2 separate regions of the Danio rerio genome follow, and region 2 is linked to region 1. The links are chromatin contacts, called in public Micro-C maps. All regions are on one chromosome and are shown on one strand. Each heading gives the region's core, a stretch centred on a gene start, on an enhancer-like site or on the middle of the called end of the contact. The rest is flanking DNA. Distances are from core to core; before and after follow the strand shown. Region 1 overlaps prkag2a (protein kinase, AMP-activated, gamma 2 non-catalytic subunit a). Region 2 overlaps prkag2a (protein kinase, AMP-activated, gamma 2 non-catalytic subunit a).

What was found. A called contact is a pair of places that touch in the nucleus more often than the background predicts.
Region 2: a Micro-C map of caudal fin shows a contact between it and region 1, with 14 times the contacts expected there. The contact joins two enhancer-like sites. A contact is called at or near these places in 2 of 18 Hi-C or Micro-C datasets (caudal fin and an unstated tissue).

What each region holds. Positions count from the first base shown.
Region 1 is chr24:32,462,758-32,465,933 of GRCz12tu, forward strand. prkag2a (protein kinase, AMP-activated, gamma 2 non-catalytic subunit a) reads right to left here. Exons shown (of 14, transcript NM_001328430.1): 5 at 1,387-1,468. Among named protein-coding and RNA genes, the nearest start is that of cox4i1l, 38 kb to the left of the region's middle. Within about 2 kb of position 1,579, at least 2 of the 62 cell types and tissues checked have an H3K27ac peak or open chromatin away from gene starts, as enhancers often do. A contact at or near this core is called in caudal fin, where this site is marked.
Region 2 is chr24:32,500,556-32,503,731 of GRCz12tu, forward strand. All of the region lies in intron 1 of prkag2a (protein kinase, AMP-activated, gamma 2 non-catalytic subunit a), which reads right to left. Among named protein-coding and RNA genes, the nearest start is that of prkag2a, 13 kb to the right of the region's middle. Within about 2 kb of position 1,631, at least 17 of the 62 cell types and tissues checked have an H3K27ac peak or open chromatin away from gene starts, as enhancers often do. A contact at or near this core is called in caudal fin, where this site is marked.

The DNA.
Region 1 (3,176 bases), core at 329-2,828:
AGGCGAGCTGAACATTTGAATAGCTTCTGCTGTCAAGATCAGGCATTTTCTTGCTCTTTCAAAAAGAGCTTTTGTCCTTATCTTAACATTTTTTTTATCTGTAAATAGTTTTGTCTGTTAAGATGTTATTTATACTATATATACAGTAGCAATATATTTTAATTACTTATTTATTTAATAATTTATTTAAAAATATATATTTTTAAGGGAAAATTACTAGCCTTACTGTGAATTTGCATTTTTATTTTTCAAATAGTTTTTAAACCTAATAGTTTTAATAAGTCATTTCTAATAACTAATTTCTTTTGTCTTTGCCATAATGGCATTACTTAATATTTTACTAGTAATATTACAAGACAATTTAGTTTAAAGCTACATTTTTAGACTTAACTAATTTATTAGGTTAACAATAGGAATGTTATATAAATTGGGCAAGTTATTGGACAAATGTGGTTTAGCCATTAGCTAATGAAAAAAAATCTTAAGTGGGCTAAGAGTATCGACCTTAACAATAGTAAAATAATAATAATAATAATAATAATTGCTTTTATTCGGCCAAACTAAAAGAAACAAGAATGTTTCAGAACTATTATATATTATTATACTGTAAAAATTTCCTTGCTCCGTAAAATAGTGCTTGCACTGTAAAAACGCTGGGTTCCACACAGTTGATTTGGATTGGATTATAATAATTCATTTGTTTTTACAAATTTAAGAGGATTGAACATAAAACTATTTGAAAAAAAGAGCACACGTCATTTTTTGAGAGTGGGAAACACTTAAAGTTTTACAATTTCACAGGACTAATAATTTTGCCTTTAACTATATATGTTTAATGGAGATTCCATATGAAAGGGTCACTATCAAAATATGCAAATACAGTTGAAATCAGAATTATTAAGGTTATTTAAGGTATTAATGATGTTTAACAGAGCAAAGAAATGTTCACAGTATGTCTAATAATATGTTTTCTTCTAGAGAAAGTCTTATTTGTTTTATTTCAGCTAGAAAAAAAACTGTTTTTTATTTTTAAAACACTATTTCAAGGTCAAAATTATTAGCCTCTTTAAGGTATTTTTTCTCAAATGTCTACAGAACAAACCATTGTTATTCAATAAATTGCCTAATTACCCCAACCTGCCTAGTTAACCTAATTACCCTACATGAAAATATCTAGTAAAACATTATTTACTGTCATCATGGCAAATATAAAACAAATCAGTTATTAGAAATGAGTTATTAAAATTTTTACGTTTACCAGTGTGTTGAAAAAATCTTCCCTCCGTTAAATAAAAATTGAGGAAAAAATAAACAGGGGGGCTAATAACTCAGGGGGGTTAATAATTCTGACTTTAACTGTATATATAATCATTATATTTTACTCACCCACAAAACTCTGTTTCTTAGTCTCCCACAGAGGGGCGGCTCGGACTCCATTGGCCACCAATGCAAAAAAGGCCTTTTTAACCTAAAAACAGAAGAACAAAAACATTTGTTTTTAAATCTCATGCTAATGTTTTTGCACTAGCAGTGACAGACAGAGGGCGCTGTTTATGCAAAGCACCTCAGATAAAGTGGGATGCAAATTCATCACCACCAAAGCCGTTTTTGCACTAAAGTTTGCACTGAAGTAATAAGCCTTCACAGATATGCACTCGTTAAATTAAAATCATGTTCTTTCTTTCTTTTAAAACTTATTTTAATATTCAGCCACAAGCTAAATTTATTGACTGATAAATTACTGAGGTGTTTCATAAGAGAAAATGATGACTGTCACTGTGGTATATATATCAGTAACACATTACAGGTTATTTCCCTTTTAGTGAATTACGAGGTGGCCACCTCCATCAAATTTTGTAACACCTCCACCATTCGACAACAATCAGGCAAAGAGCCACAGCTACTGACAGACCCAAAATTAAATGTTTTTAATTATATTTAATGTTAGCCTTTTAAAATAGATGATGTTTTACTTGATAAAATTACAATAATAACAATGCAAAATGTGTTTATTTCAAGAAGCAAATATTATCCGAATTATCAGAATACCACTCCTACCTTTTCTGTGCAAGGAAAAACTCTGCATTATTATTATTATTATTATTATTATTATTATTATTATTATTATATTGTTATTATTATTAATAAAATGTAAAAATGAACATTAAAAAATTTTCAGTTTCAGTTTATATATGGATATTTTAGTGTTTAATAATTCAGTATTTTATTCTGATAATCAAATTGTTTGTTTTACAAATAGGTTTACTGATAAATTATTGATAAATAAATAAATAAATATTCAATTCAATTCAGCTTTATTTGTATAGCACTTTTACAATGTAGATTGTGTCAAAGCAGCTTCACATAAATGGTCATAGTAACTGGAACAGTGTGGTTCAGGTTTTAGTGTTTAAGTTCAGTATTTATAAATAAATAAATAATGAATTGAAACATTGAAAAATAGATAGTGACAAAATAACAAAAACAATAATACAAAAAAATGCATGTTTACAAACACACGACAACATACATATATGGTTCCCAAAGATAGTGAAAGTCCTTCTGCTTGCTTTTGATGATAAGCTAGTCAGTCCAGTCCAATGCAGTTCAATATTTCTTTTTTTTACAGTTCTATGGATGAAGCATTCATGTGTTTCCAGTATAATGCAGTACCCCTTCTAGCTTGAAGAAAACCAAAGCCCCAGTTTTTTTCTTTCCAATTGTAAGTTCCATTTGATATAAACCAAGAATAGAGTTTAGCATTTAAAGGTATTTTAAAGTTAAACAAATCCAACATACATTCAATTATCTCTTCTAAAACTTTACTATTTTAAGACATTGCAGTGATATCATGTACCTTTATCATCTAAACATTTAGAGCAAACATCTGGAATATTAGCAGACATATGATGAAGTTTATCAAGGGTTATATATATTCTCATTAACCATTTATATTGAATTAGTTTAAACCTGGTATTTACTGTTTGTGTTTGAGCTTTCAAGCAAGCATAAGTCCAGTCTGCTTCATCTACATCTACTTGCATGTCTGTTTTCTAGGCATTTAATAGTACTTAAATTGTTGGTTTTTAAAATCAATTATATCCCTTTTTGTTTTGTTTTGTAATTTTTTTGTTGTAAAGATTTACATTTTCACTTAACATTTAAAGGCTTTAATT
Region 2 (3,176 bases), core at 381-2,880, 38 kb after region 1:
GCTTTTTTTGTCTTCAGACCATATTTAGAATTGCAGATAACAAAGTTTAAATTCTGTTTGTCTAACTTGTTTAAGAATTAGGCTAATAAGCAGAAAAAAAGTGTTTTTTTACGATTATTCAAACACATTTGACGGCATAATCATGTATATAAAAAAGAAAAACAGGGAGAGTCTCAAAATCCTTTTGTAAGTGGAACTACTCTCTTCCGACATTCATTTACATCTGCAGCTGACTTCAAAACAGCAGAAACCGTTGCTCATTCACACACGTCACTTGTACGTGTGCTAGTATTTGAATGATTCTCAAGCGTAATATCTAAAATGATGACCATATACAATTACTATGGTATACATACAGCACTACAACATACAAAATAGAGAGATCGACTTAGAAAGTCACTTACCAGTTTAATAATGAATTGATCAGCTGTAGTTTAAAATTACGCTGGGTTATTTCTCCTCTAAGGGCTTATTATGTGGTCTCTATCGCCATCTTGTGGATGGAAAACGTCAACTGTCTTTGCTCTGTTCAGGTTAATGGACGCCTATGCTTTGTCTCTCAGAAATTATAAATATTTAAAAATAGGCACTATCTTTATAAATAAACTGCATGGTTGCAATCTAAACAACTACATTCTTGACTAAAAAAGCCTCAAAAGTACATCAGGTTGCCCAACAGCAGCAATATTTGTCAAACTGTAGAGTGTCCTCTGCTTGTTGCTATATGTGGGTGAAGTACAAGGGTGAAGGGTGAGGAGGCCGTACGAGTGCTGTTACTGGCAGAATATTGCACAGCTATCAGCCAATCAGACTCAAGAACCCGACAAAACTGTTGTATAAATGCTAATAATATTTATAATATTTCTTGATTGGAGATCACTGATATAAAAATATGTCAGATATTCGTATATATGTAACATGTATATTTCAATTATAAAAATATTGCAAAAATGTCTGTTTACATATACCTTTCAACAAATAGATTAACAAATATGAACACACACACACACACACACACACACACACACACACACACACACACACAAACTTGGTGCCTTAAATTTTTTTTTTGTTGAATCAAATGGACTTTTGTTGTTATCGCAACTTACATCATATTAAGTTAAACTTTGTATAACTTAAAGGGATATTTCACCCAAAAATGAGAATTCTGCCATTACTTACTCACCTTTGATCAGTTTGAGCTGTTCTGTTTTGTTGAACCCAAAAAAAGATATTTTGAAGAATGTTGGAAATTTTAACCATTGACATCCATAGTAAACCAAGAATACAACGGAAGTCAATGGCTTTCTTCAAAACATCTTTTATTGTGTGTGTTCGACAGAACAAATCATAAAACAAATTTTTTTGCAGGAACTATACCTTTCAAACCTGATTAACATATTAAAGTAAGTAAAAGTGACATAAAAACATAAATCAGATTTCCATATGGGAGTATTTACACTGAAACTGGTGTTACGTTTGTTCATTCACAGACTTTTGGTTTATAACACTGGCTTTAGTAACACAACACACTTTACAAAAAGACCAGCTCAGTCAAATCAAGTATCGTCCTCTTCATTTGCCTTTCTTTCTCTCTATTTTGCATATGTCAGCTCAGTAAACATGTGCTACTTGCTACTACTTGTGCTTTTAAATGGCATACAAGTTCATTATAGATCTCTCTTTTTTGTCACGGTGTGCATTTTAACTGCTGACTTCACATAAGAGCATGTTTTTCCAGATTTTATCAGACATGAATGAGGAGCACATTCTCTGAAGGTAAAAAATAGCTGTATTTCATCTCCTGAAAGGTCTGCTAAAGACATAAGTGTGGATCTTATCAACATTTCAAGGACTTTTTCCTGAATCTATGAGGGCACGTTAAGCTGAGCAGCGCCCCCCAACGCTATTTACGCACAACTACATGTGGTGAAATCTGGGGCAGCTGTTTGGCTAGATATGAATACAACAGCAGGTCTTTTTTTTCTGTATTATAAAGCTTTTTTTTAAGCTCAATTTTTTAAAAGACATTACAGTCATGAAATACAACCACAGTATCATTTATAATACTTGCTATTTGTATATGAGCCATATTGTCTGCAGAATGCAATCAAAAATTTACCTTATAGTTTAAAGCCTCATAATTTAAAGCAATTTATATCTCTAGTTTAACATTTTTAACAGAAGCAAAATCAATACCAAGTATAAGAATTTAACTTTTTACATAATATGTACAAAATGCACATTAAATAAATAAAATAATAATAATGATTTATTTCTATATTTCAATTGAGTGTTAATGGATTTGTGTATTTAATCTTAATATATTTTTAAATACCTTATTTAAATTTCAATAATAATTTTTTATTTATATATAAATCATATTATTTTTTAAAATATTTTTTTCTTTTAATTTTAATTTTTAAAAATTAAATACAATTTTATTTATTACTAAAAATGAAAATTAATGCATTCAATAACATAATTAGTATTTTTTTTCCAATTAAAAATGTGACTTAATAAAACAATAAAAATAGATTAATATAGAAAACAAAATGCAGTACTACATACACATCGCATACTTCATATAATTCGGAACATAAAATGTATTGTGCATTGTATTGTGAATGTAAGTTCAGTTGAAATCAGAATTATTAAACCCCCTTTGAAGTTTTCTTTTTTAAACATTTCCCAAATGATGTTTAACAGAGCAAGGAAATTTTCACAGTATGTCTGATAATATTTTTTTCTTTTGAAGAAAGTCTTATTTGTTTTATTTCGGCTAGAATAAAATCATTTTTTAAATTTTTTAAAACCATTTTAAGGACAAAATTATTAGTCCCTTTAATTTTTTTTTTTGGATAGTCTACAGAACAAACCATCAGTATACAATAACTTGTCTAATTACCCTAACCTGCCTAGTTAACCTAATTAACCTAGTTAAGCCTTTAAATGTCACTTTAAGCTGTATAGAAGTCTCCTGAAAAATATCTAGTAAAATATTATGTACTGTCATCATGACAAAGATAAAATAAATCAGTTATTAGAAATGAGTTATTAAAACTATTGTGTTTACAAGTGTATTGAAAAAAATCTTCTCTCCGTTAAACAGAAATTGGGGGAAAATAAACAGGGAGGCTAATAATTCAGGGGGTTTGTTAACTCTGACTCCAACT